2 separate regions of the Hordeum vulgare genome follow, and region 2 is linked to region 1. A link is a contact called in public Hi-C data. All regions are on one chromosome and are shown on one strand. Each heading gives the region's core, a stretch centred on a gene start, on an enhancer-like site or on the middle of the called end of the contact. The rest is flanking DNA. Distances are from core to core; before and after follow the strand shown.

Region 1 (6,474 bases), core at 2,444-4,943:
GCCAGGTAAAGAACTTGCATGTTGCCGGAGCTCTCGATTTCCAAACGAGGTATGCGGTGGGTATGATCTCTCTACCCCAAAACCAGGCGGCATAGGCCGACTGGACTGTGAATTTCCCACTCGTCTCCCAACACCAAGAGGTGCTGTCCGGGGCATTTTCCATTGGTTCTCAATTCTGAATCCTCTGCCACAGTTGTAGGAATTGATGCAAGGCTTCCTCCCCAAAGTTGGGGCCAATACTTGTAGCCCACGTCTCCCGGACATTTCTGAGCATGCATGCTTTTCGCACACGGCTTGGCACCAGATCATAGATGGCCGGTGCAAGCTCATGTAACCTCATTCCGTCAAGAAACCGACCCTCCCAGAAGAGTGTGTTCATTCCATCTCGAACAGTGCATCTAGTGGCCGCTTGGAATACTTCATTGATTCGTCTGGCACCTTGATAGAAAAATCACTCCACGGTCTGCTGTCATCAGTCCGCTGTAACCAAGTCCACCTAGCCTGCATAGCTAAGTTGAGCCATCTCAAATTAGGCAGGCCTAAACCTCCTGCCCACTTTGGAGCGCACACAGCCTCCCATGCCACAGCGCAGTTCCCACCATTAGCTTCAGCCTTGCGACACCACAAAAATCCCCTGCACACCTTATTCATGGCGACAATCATCTTGATCGGAAGATCGAAGACCATCATAGCGTGAATGGGCATAACACATAGGACAGAATGCGCCAGAGTCAGCCTACCACTCCTTGGCATGAGAGCGGCCTTCCACTTTGTCAGCCGGTTTGCCATGTGGTCCACAAGATATTGAGGTTGCGTAGCTGAAAGTTTCCCCGATGACAATGGAAGTCCAAGGTAATGAATTGGAAATGATCCCACTGGACACCCAAGCTCCGCACTAGCCATGTTGATACTATGGTCGGAGCAACGTATCGGCAGAGCCACCAATTTTCTCATGTTGATATGCAGCCCGGACGCCTCTCCAAACAGATCAAAAATGCACTTGCAAACCGCAAGGTCCATGGGCTCTGGCTTGACAAACAGAAGCACATCATCCACGAAGATAGAGATCCTCTTCCTCAATCCGGTTGTCGCCAGGGGGTGCAAGAGCCCTCTATCCACTGCCCCATCAAACAAACGTTGCAGTGGCTCCATAGTAAGTATGAACAACATCGTTGAGACAGGGTCGTCTTGCCGCAAGCCTTTGCAGTTGTAAATTATGTTTACGGGGTCACCGTTCACCATGACCTTAGTGGTCGATGTGGCTAGAATACCACACACCCAAGCTCTCCATCTTGGTCCAAAACCGAGTTGCTCCATGACCTCGAGGAGAAACGGTCAGTGAACTGAGTCAAAATCTTTTGAAATGTCCAGCTTCACGAGTACCGTAGGGTTTTTGAGCGCATGCAATCGCCTCGCCATATTCTGGACTAGCATGAAATTATTGTATAGCGATCTTCCTTTTACAAAGGCACTTTGATGATTCCCAACCAGGTTTGGCAGCTCCACCACAAGCCTCAATGCAAGCACTTTATCAAAGATCTTGACAGCCCCATGCACCAGGTTGATAGGCCTAAAACCCCCCATGTCCAGTGTCCCTTCTTTCTTCGGCAAAAGGGTCACCAGAGACCTGTTGATCGCCGCCATGCCTCTAACATCTCCACCACAGAAACAACTCATTGCAGAGATGAAGTCATCTCGTATGATATGCCAGCAAACTGCATAGAACCGACCCGTAAACCCATCCGGCCCCGGCGCTTTATCCGGATGCATAGCCTTGATCACTTTCTCCACTTCCTCTGGCAAGAACGGATCCTCCAAATGAGCCAGATCCCGACGCGGCAGCCCAAGCGCCTCCAGGTTGAGAGCATCGGTCCGCACCTCACACGAACCAAAAGCCATGGATTAGTAATCATCCACAGCAGACGCTACCTCATCTTGGCCTGAGAATAGATTCCCGTTATGGCGCATTTATCTTAGCGTGTTCTTCCTTTGCCGGTGGCTCGTCTGCTGGTGGAATAGATGTGTGCTCCCATCCCTTTCCTTCAACTGCAACAAGCGCGATCGTTGCCTCGCAATGGGCCGCTCCAGAGAGCATAACCCCAAGAGTTTTCTCTTCAAACATCTGCGAAGCTCCACTTCCGTAGCTGATAATTCTCGGTAATCCATGGCGATATCCAGCATGTTGATCACCTCCAGAGCAATGCAAATCTGCAGCTTCACATTGCATAACCACCTGTCATTCCATTTTTGTAGGGCTTTAGCCGTTGCCTTCAGCTTGTTGTGTAATGTAAGATACACATTGGAAGCGAGCGGAGTTCAGTTCCACGCCGTCTGCACTGTCTCCATAAAGCCCTCCACCTTGACCCAAAAAGACTCAAACTTGAACCTCTTCCGCGTGAACACTTCCATGTTCAAGTCTAGCATCAGTGGACAATGATCTGATATGGCTGTTCCTAGAGCTGATAGAAAACAAGTAGGGTACGCCTCATCCCACTCATTTGAGACAAAGACATGGTAACTCTTCTCAAGTGTTGCATGCTGCCTCTCATTCGACCAAGTGTATCGCCGCCCATTAAGATATAGCTCCTTAAGTTTGAGCGCGTTTAGCTTCGCACCAAATCTTCCCATCATTCTCTGGTTAATCAACCCGTTGCTCTTATCCTCCTAGTTCACCAAAAGGTTGAAGTCACATGCCACGAGCCATGGCCCAACGTGCAAGTCGCGAATATCCACCAACTGTTGCAAAAATGCGACCTTTTCCCGCTCATGCTAAGGTCCATACACACAGGTTAACCACCGTTCCTGCTCACCCGGTGACTTAACAATTGCCGTGAGCGAGTTTTCGGTATAGTGGGGGTTGGATAGCTGAGTGACCATATCATCCCACGCCACCAAAATACCACCACGTGTCCCATCAGCCGGCAAGTAGAAGAACTTCCCAAATTTATTGCCCAAGCATTGATACACAAGTGCCAAAGACACATCCTAGAGTTTTATTTCCTGCAAGCACACAATGGCCGCCCTCGCTGCCACCACTACTTGATACACTGCACTCCTCCTGGCCGGGGCATTTAGACCATGCACATTCCATACAAATACTTTCAGAGGTTGTGAGTTCACTGTGAAAGACTACATGCGCCTGTGCCCGTAGCTCGTCACACATTGTTGCCACGTTTGCCTGCAATGCAGCTGCTGCGCCTGGCTGCACCGGCGTGCCCAGCACCACGTCCGGGCCAGTCACATGCGCCTGTGCCTCAACCTCATCCGTCCTCGCATCTTCACGGGGGGTGTCCATGCATGGCATCTCCATCACTGGCTTGCAACTCGGCGTGTTGCATGCACGCGCGCTAGGGGGGACGTGCTGCATGGCTGTGTCCCATCTGGAGAGGAAATCCCAGTGTCCTCGGGATTTCAGAGCACGTCTACCAAAAGCTATCCGATCCGAACGGTCCCACCACAGCCAAGGCTACTGCATGCACCCCGGTCCGGAGCCACAACGCTGTCCACGATCATGCGGTTGGGGTCCGTAGCGCCAATCCTCGATCGCCACCTGAAAAGATGTACGGAAGCCTGAGAAGAGACAGGTTGCACCTCCTGCGGTCTTGGTCGGGGAACCTCCTATTGTCCCACTAGCAGACGAGGGGTGACAGGAGAGGCCTAGATTTCCACTTCCTCCTCTTGACCGGTCTCCACGCAGGGCCGCACCTGGTCGCACGCGTTTGGCTCGAAGCTACTAGCGCCTCCTTTTGGCAGGGCACCACGCCCAAGGCTGGCCCAGCGACAACAGCCACACAGCTGCTGCTGACGTGCCCAGCGCCCGTACCCGAGGCCGTATGAATACGCGCGTGCCTTCCCGACGATTGCGTCACCGTTGAGGACCGGGTCGTGCTTGCCGCAGCTCCACCAAAGCCACCGGAGCCGCCATGGTCACGAGCTCCACGAACCCCAAGCCGGGCTCCAGCCCCCTCATACCACAGATCATCACCACCCGAAGGCGGCAAGGGCGGCGGCGGCGGCGGCGGGGGCACATCCACCACATCAGAATCCACCTCCACTAGCTCCCCAAGAACCGTAATGTCGATCGGGTACCATAGAGTCGACGCACATTTGCCAACAGGCACCTGCTCAGCCGCCGCGCCCGCCTACAGATTCCGGCGCGGCTCGTCAATGAAGAGCAGCTGGTGCCGCGGGATTCGCTTTGGCCGATCCGTATGTAACCACACTCTGAAATACTCCATATCATGGCGACGCGCCGTGCTCTTATCCACGCCCACCACATAGCCAAGACCCCACAGGATCACACCCGCCGTCCACTGGCACCAGGCATGCGCAGGGACACCACGGAGCGACACCAGGACGAGGAACGGCAAATGTGTTGCCGTGGCCTGAGCCTGGCGCAACCAAGGGCGCAACTTTAGCTCGAACTAGGGTGCAGTCATCCTCTCTGCGCGGACCATCCTCTCCGGGACCGCCCCGTCATGGTAGAGTACCAGGAAATCCTTGGGGTAAAACGCCCGAATTGACATGGCCTCCGTACCAACTCCAAACTTCGCGTGGAGCGCCGCTGCTGCCGAGGCCAGGTCAACCGCGGGGCGCGTACCGGCAAAGGTGACAAGCACGACACGGGTGAGCTACTCCTCCAACCGCGAGATGTCCTCGGACGCCTCCAGGAAGCATGCTTCCACCGGCTCCACCGGGAGAAGTTCCCTCGGTGCCAGCTCCACGCCACACGGGTTGAAAGGGACGGAGAATTCCGGGCCGGAGACCAGGCCAGGAGCCTCCGGCCGTGTAGGCGCCACAACGGTCGACGGAGCCTGCACCACATCGGTCCACAGGCGAACAACCCCAGGTGGCGGAGGGCCCGGGGTGGTGGTGGAAGGACAATGGTAGAGCGCCTGGGCGAGGCAGGGGGCGAGGGAACCGACGCATCGACCGCAGGGGCAGCCCGGGGCCGAAGGGCCAGCGGGGGGCGCGGCTGGTCACCGGCGAAGGACTGCGTGGACGTGTGCACCCACGCGATATGTGCCCATCTCCACCACAACGGACGCAGAAACTCGGATTCCGGCACTCCGCCGAATTTAAAATAGGATGTATACATGATACAATCCGAAGGTTTTGTCGATCGAACTAACGCTGGTAAAACATGCAAGATCATGAGATCCATTTATGGATTGAGGTAAGTAGCTCGGAGTTCAAATATTCATTTTTATAAAGTCATCGTTGACCTTAGATTCGTCAAGAACGAAGAGGACTATTGTTTGTACAAGAATTATAGTGGGAGCTGAGTAGCATTTTTGATCTTGTATATGGATGAGATACTGCTGATCGGAAATGGTATTTCAGTGATGAACCCAGTCAAGGAATCATTAAATCGCAAGTTTTCGATGAAGGACCTTGGAGAAGTAGTGTACACTTTAGGCATCAAGATCAGTAGCGATAGATCGAGAAGGCTGCTCAACTTAGGAAAGAGCACATACATAGACAAAGTGTTGAAGCGGTTCAACATGAGTGATGCCAAGAAAGGGTTCTTGACCATCTCACATGGTATAAGGCTAAGCAAGGCTCAGAGTCCTACGACTTCTAATGAACGAAACTGGATGAGTAGCATTTTGTATGCTTCGGTAATAGGATCCATCATGTATGCCATGCTATGTACTCCACCTAATTTTGCCTATGCAATAAGCTTAACAAGCAGATACCAAGCAGACCCAGGTGAGAGTCACTCGGAAGTGGTGAAAGCTATTCTAAAGTACCTAAAAAGGACTAAAGAGATGTTCCTAGTTTATAGAGGTGAGGAGGAGCTCATTGTAAAGGGTTACTCTCATACTAGTTTCCAAATCGACAGTGATGATTGTCGATCACTAACTAGATTCGTGGATGTCAAGAATGGAGGATCAGTGAGCTAGATGAGTTCCAAGCAAGATACGGTGGCCGACTCCACCACAGAGGTCGAATACGTTGTAGCTTGTGCAGCACAAAGGAAGGTGTTTGGGTTCAGAAGTTCCTGGAAGATCTTGGTGTGTTCCTGGGCTGGTAAAAACCGTTGGACCTTTATTAGATAATTCAGGTGCCATTGCACATGCCAAACAGCAGGGACAACACCACAAGATGGGGCACATAGAGCGAAAATATCACTTGATAGGAAAGCTCGTGTAGAATGGTGATACTAATTTATGTAAGATCCACATGGATGCGCATGTTGCAGATCCGTTGACTAAGCTGCCTCCACAACCCAAGCATGAGGGGTATGTTAGAGCTATGGGCATTCGATCTCTATTTTTTTTGACTATAGTGCAAGTGGGGGACTCTTGGAGATATGCTCTAGAGGCAACCATGTATGATGATATTTCCTATGTGTTTATGAATAAAGATAGTCCTTGGTAATTATCAATTATGTGTATTAACAAGTACTTGAGTTGTTTGGGACACTCTACATTGTATGATGACTGTCATAAATGTTCCCTAGTCGAAAGG
Region 2 (6,474 bases), core at 2,501-5,000, 520 kb after region 1:
CCGGCGCCCGCGCCCCGTGACGCCACCTCCCGTTCGCGCCGACCCTCTCTTCGCCGGAACCGCACCACCACCAACGCATCGGCCTCCTTCACCGGCTTCTCCGTCCTCCTCCTCAACGGCTCCATCGAGCCTCGCCGACCCCGCCCCCCTACAACGTGGGTGAGAACACCCCTCTCCTCCTCTCACCCCACCGGTTCCGTTCTGGCGTTCACCGTCGCGTTTCGGCGCCGTTAGGTTCCTGTCGGTGGAGATGGGGTTGCCTCCTTCCTCTCTTTGTTGAGAGAGATGCACACAGAGTTAGGAGAGAGAGGATAGAGAGAAGAGAAAAAAATATGTATATGTGTATGTATGTATGTATGTATGTATGTATGTATGTATGAGATGCATGTATGTATTTTGTATGTATGCATGTATGTATTTTGTATGTATGCATGTATGTAATATCATGTATGTAAGGAATATACATTATGTATATGTGTGTGTGTGGCCATGGGCCACTGACAAGTGGGGCCAGCCCCACCCCACTGTCTATGACACGGGGGCCCCAACCCTCCTAAACGTATTAGTATAAAATAATAAAATAAATAAATATAAATATATATATGTTTTTATTAATACAATAAATAAATAAATAAATAGATATATTACTTAATTAATTAAGTAGATAAATTAGAATCTATTAATATAGATAATTGATTATCCTATAACATATGACACGTGGGTGCCCCACTAAATTAATCTGATTAATTAATAATTAAACCTTAATTAATAATTTGTGTCAATGACACGTAGGAACCACTAGTCAGTTGACCAGTCAAATGCTGATGTCAGCATGACATCATGTTGATGTCATAATAGTTTTTAAATAATTAATTAAATCTGTTTTTAATTCCTAATTATTGAATAAAACTTTAAAAACTAATATTAAATAAATCGTAAGTCAGATCAAAATATTTTCAACATGAAAGTTGATCAGCAGAACGAGACGAACCCGGATACACGGTCCATTCGTTTGTCACGCATCCCTAGCATAGTATACATGGAACTTTTCCATCGTTTTTCATCTCACCGGTAGACCCGGAAAATATTTTCCCGACCTATCTCGGATGGATGTTACTGCGTTAGATCATGCCTAGCCTGCATATTGCCATGTCATGCTTAGTGTTGCACGTGTTGCTATTATTTATTGTTTCCCCCCCCCCTCTTCTTACCGGTAGACCCCGAGACTGACGCTGCTACCGGGTACACCTACCCTCGTGACGACCAGCCCTTTGCCGCAGATTAACAAGGAAAGCAAACCCCCTTGATCATCCCTATATCGTCTATGTCTGTCTCCCTCATGCTTGCATTAGTATTTTGCTACTGTTGTAGTTAGCTCCTATATCTGATGCATAGCCTATTTTTGATGAACTGCTACTTTCAGTACTGTACCTTTAAACTGTTTAGTATAGGTGGAGCAGTCATCCCCTCTGACCCCGTAGTCCAGTTGCCCCACTTTGTTTTCAAGTCCCGATCCCCGATCGACGAGCTAGACCCGACACAACACTTACACCCCCTTAGTTGTGCGGCGCTACACAGATAGTATCGGGTACCGAGGGTGACACCTCAGGAAGTACTCCTGATGATATCTCTGTAGTACAACTAGTCGGTCGTGGTTATCGAGGGTGATTCCTCTTTCACCATTCCCGACGATGCCTTTGTCGTGCAACCCCTCAAGTGTGGGACCCTCGAGGGTGATTCCTCTAGGTCCACCTTGACGGTTACATCGTTCGGGATCCAACGAGGGTGATACCTCGGATTCCCCCTGATGTTTCTATCACACAGTTACTTGATCATGTTACTGGGATCTTTGATGAATAGATGTTAGGCAGGTGGATCCCCGTGTGTTTGTGTCGTTGGCTTAATTAAAATGATAATGAATTTGGGTATTTGATCTAGGTTGGTCGGAGACCTTTTCGCACTAACCGGCTACGTGGGAAGAATTATGGGTACTCGATGTCGCGGTATCAACTGAAGCTCTTCAGACGTCAGCGATGTAGCGGCGCGCGCCCGAGTGGTCCTGAGATGCATCGCTCTTGTATTAAGGGGTGCTAGGACTGACATCGGCCGCCCTCGCATCGTGCAAGAGCGTGGAGGGCAAGTGGGCCCACGACCCCTTTGTGCTTAGGAGTTAGACCGTCGGACTGGCCTCTCTGTTGAGCTTAGGTGGGGCTGTGACGTGTCGATATTCCGAGGCCGGGCATGACCTAGAAAAGTGTGTCCGGCCAGAGTGTTATCGAGCGTGACGGGAAATTTGGTGCACCCCTGCAGGGATGAAAATTAGCTATTCGAATAGCCGTGTCCATGGTTACAGGACGACTTGGAGTTGTGCCCTGATCTTATACAACTACAATTGTTACTTAACTGAATTTAGTTGCCCCGGGATTGCTTCATCGCAGGGAGTCGAGGGAGGATCTCTGGGCATGACCTTATATTAATATTGCTGCAACAATATGACTATTTAATTGTGTTACCTTGCTCTACTCTCGTCTATTGCTGCAAGACCCTAAAGATGATAGTCTTCGATAGGAGTAGGCCTTCTCTCTATTCTTACTTTGTTGCAGTCAGTCCACATAAAATCCCCCTTCTTTGATACTGATGCATACTTAGCATAGTTCTGATGTAAGTCTTGTGAGTATTTCGAATGAGTGCTCACCGTTGCTTTGCTCCCCCTTTGTCCCTTTTATCCGTTGTTGCGACCAGATGATGGAGCCCAGGAGTGGAGTTTCCTGCCGATGTATGCCATCCTGATGGTGTCTTCTACGTGGAGGCCGCTGAAGACCAGGAGTAGTTTAGGAGGTTCCCACGCAGGAGTCCTCGCCTCGTTCGATCGTGTTTCTTTTGTGCTAGCCTTCTCTAAGGCACCCCAAGTGTATGTGTGTACTCAGATATTGTTGCTTCCGCTGACTCATGTGTTTATCGAGCTTCTGTATTATAGCCCTCGAGGCCCCTGGCTTGTAATATGAAGCTTTATGTTTTATTTTGTGTCTAGAGTTGTGTTGTGATATCTTTCCGCGAGTCCTTGAGTTTGATCGTACGCATTTGCGTGTATGATTAGCGTACGATTAAATTGAGGGCGTCACATCGACGTTCATATGACACCACTAGATGAAACATAACATACATATCATCAAAATATTAAACGAATACTAACCTCACATGATAGTTTATAACAAGACTTCTCACATGTCCTAAAAACAATATAGCTATTCACAAACCATGTTGTTGTTCTATAAGATCAAAAGAATATTAAATATACTTAAGAATCTGAACATATAATTTTCCACCAAATAAGACTTTGTTTAGAACCACTCACGTTATAATAATCCAGCTTTTATAATCTATACCGTCTCCCAACAAGACATATTATATTGTAGATTATAAAACTGAATGAACAAATTATTAAAAACTCACAATCTACTCTATCTCGGAAAAATCAGATTATAAATTGCTAATGTCCCATTATCCTTGTAAAGTTGAGGGTAATTACTAATTTCTATCACCTTCATCCTCCTCCTTTTTCCTTCTCAACGCGTGCACAATATAGATATGTCATTATGCAGTGTAAAAATCTGAATTATAATTTATATAATCTGATCTTCAAATATACTCATCTAGATTATTTTTATAAACTTGATTAATAATTTATCTTCGTAATCTGAATTACCATAATCTATTATGATTTCAAAAAGACCTAAACAAACTACAATGACCTGCGAGCAGCCGATCAGATCTCCACTGTCGTCTCCCTCCCGATCTGTCTGATCTCCATAACTCTCGCACGCACGCACACCCGCCTGGCTCCCCCTCGCCGAGTCCAATCCCATCCCATCGCGCAGACAGGCAGGCCGCCCGCCACCGCGCGCATATCGGAGGCCTCCATCACGAACCCCGGGCTCCGCAGCCGGAGGCGGTGACCGGTGTGTATTTGGCAGGTAGGCTCGCCGGGGCGATATGAGCGGGCACGACTCCAAGTACTTCTCCACCACCAAAAAGGGGGAGATCCCCGAGCTCAAGGAGGAGCTCAACTCCCAGTACAAGGTCACCTCCTTACCTCGCTGTCTCTCCCCTGTCCATCTTCTTGTGTGATTTTCTGTGCCCGAGGATTGGTTGGCCTGGATCCAGATCTGGCCAGGGTGTTGGGGGCCCACGCGCTGTTGGTTTGAGATCTGCGAGTTTTTGTTGGTATCCCACGGGATTAGGTTCTGTTCCGAGGATTGGAATTTGCGGCAGAGTGACGATCTCGGGGTCATTTCTTCAACAAAATATGCTTAAATGTGCCGAATTCAGTGCAGGACTGGGTTATATTTGTTCAGGCGAACTTGTGTTTGAATTGCTCTGGAGCGAGATGAATGCACTGAGTTCTGATCCATCTCGAGGCATTTCAGTGAAAGCAGGATTAAATCAAACACAGTGACTGCTCGATGTCTGGTTAGCCAGGCTGTGAGGGTAAAGGAATAAGTTTTAAATAAGGTAGAAATTTTGGAGTTTATGTGTGGGCCCGTGCATTACCTCATCTAGTTTATTCTTTATCTCCATGGCTCCAGATATGCATCAATATGGATTGGTGTAGCTGTAGAAATGGCACCTTGCTGCTGATAAAAAGGTGTTTATCCTTTATATTTATCTATACCATCTTTGCGGCTTTCCGCACATGGTTAAAACAGCAAGGAACATTGTAGTCTCTTATCACTTCTCCATGTTTTGCAAGCAAGACATGCTACATCATTTTATTTTGGTGGTCTAGTGGATTTGAGATGCCATCTTTACCCCCGGTCAGAAAAATATTCTGTCCCTGTTCCGGCTACATTTTGCAGTGCTGCACTTTTGCTGTAAAATGCGTGTTCTAATGCAAAATTAGTGAACACTTGTACATTATCAGTGCTGCACATTCTCAGCGATGAAGTATGCTATGTAGCAATAATGGTTGGATTATGTACTGCTGTCAATCATTCACCAACCATAAATCCCATTTCTTTGTTTCCTAATTTTAATGCAAGAATAAATGATGTATTATGTGTTAACTTCTGGCATCTGAGGCTTTGGTGGAAACATGGTTTGCAGGATAAGAGAAAAGATGCTGTCAAGAAAGTGATTGCAGCAATGACTGTTGGAAAAGATGTCTCATCATTGTTTACGGATGTTGTGAACTGTATGCAGACTGAGAACTTGGAGCTGAAAAAACTAGTATACTTATATCTCATCAACTATGCTAAAAGTCAACCAGACCTAGCGATACTTGCCGTGAACACATTTGTTAAGGTGGGAAATTATAACCATATACTACCAATGCACATTTATGCAGAAAAATAAAGCTGTATCATGTGTGAAACAAACCATGCAGAAGCAGCAACTGATAAGAAGATCCAAAACTTTTGCAGGATTCACAAGATCCAAATCCACTGATCCGTGCTTTGGCTGTGAGGACAATGGGTTGCATCCGTGTAGACAAAATCACAGAGTATCTGTGCGACCCTCTTCAGAGATGCCTCAAGGTGTCTATTGGTGCTTGTACACTTCTTTCCAGAAAAAAAAACTGTCTTCCGTTGAATTAAGCCTATACTTGTGTCTTGAATTTTTTAACAGGACGATGATCCATATGTGCGGAAGACAGCAGCTATTTGTGTTGCTAAGCTTTATGATATAAATGCTGAGCTAGTGGAGGACAGAGGATTTCTAGAAGCCCTCAAAGACTTAATTTCTGACAATAATCCTATGGTGGTTGCAAATGCTGTTGCTGCTCTGGCAGAGATTCAAGACAGTAGTGCTCGTCCGATCTTCGAGATCACCAGCCATACATTGACAAAGCTTCTGACTGCTCTGAATGAATGCACAGAGTATGATGCAGTTCTTGCTATATTCAGTTCTGAACCCCCATATTTTTCTAGAGTAAGCTGCTTATCATTTTTGATAATTTTGCAGGTGGGGACAAGTTTTCATTCTTGATTCTCTGTCAAGGTACAAAGCAACAGATGCAAGGGACGCAGAAAATATAGTGGAACGAATTACACCCCGTCTTCAACATGCAAACTGTGCAGTTGTTCTTTCTGCTGTCAAGGTACATTAGTCTGATTCACGTGTATCTGAACACAGTAAAGTTTTAGAAAGTGTTGCATGCAGTTGTGTGTGTGGTATTCATTAACCATAGATTGGCACAGTGCCATGTGTACTTGTAATTTTGCAGTAAGAGTTAACCTGTTGGCTATCTCTTTCACACAGATAATCCTTCTACAAATGGAGCTCATTACAAGCACCGACGTTGTCCGGAATCTCTGCAAGAAAATGGCACCCCCTCTGGTTACTCTACTGTCGGCAGAGCCTGAGATTCAATATGTAGCATTGAGAAATATCAATTTGATTGTTCAAAAAAGGCCTACAATACTTGCACATGAAATTAAGGTGATATTTGTTTGTCTTCGAGCTATTCTTATTCAT

Evidence for each region. A called contact is a pair of places that touch in the nucleus more often than the background predicts.
Region 2: a Hi-C map of leaf shows a contact between it and region 1, with 7 times the contacts expected there. The contact joins the promoter of LOC123448610 here to the enhancer-like site in region 1. A contact is called at or near these places in 4 of 6 Hi-C or Micro-C datasets (leaf and seedling).

What each region holds. Positions count from the first base shown.
Region 1 is chr4H:355,348,233-355,354,706 of MorexV3_pseudomolecules_assembly, forward strand. No RefSeq gene overlaps it. Among protein-coding and RNA genes, the nearest start is that of LOC123450525, 280 kb to the right of the region's middle. Within about 2 kb of position 3,694, at least 3 of the 3 cell types and tissues checked have open chromatin away from gene starts, as enhancers often do. A contact at or near this core is called in leaf and seedling, where this site is marked.
Region 2 is chr4H:355,863,618-355,870,091 of MorexV3_pseudomolecules_assembly, forward strand. It overlaps LOC123448610 (beta-adaptin-like protein C), which reads left to right and starts at 3,751. Exons shown (of 15, transcript XM_045125565.1): 1 at 3,751-4,080; 2 at 5,104-5,301; 3 at 5,421-5,534; 4 at 5,626-5,876; 5 at 5,962-6,097; 6 at 6,259-6,438. The coding sequence starts at 3,994.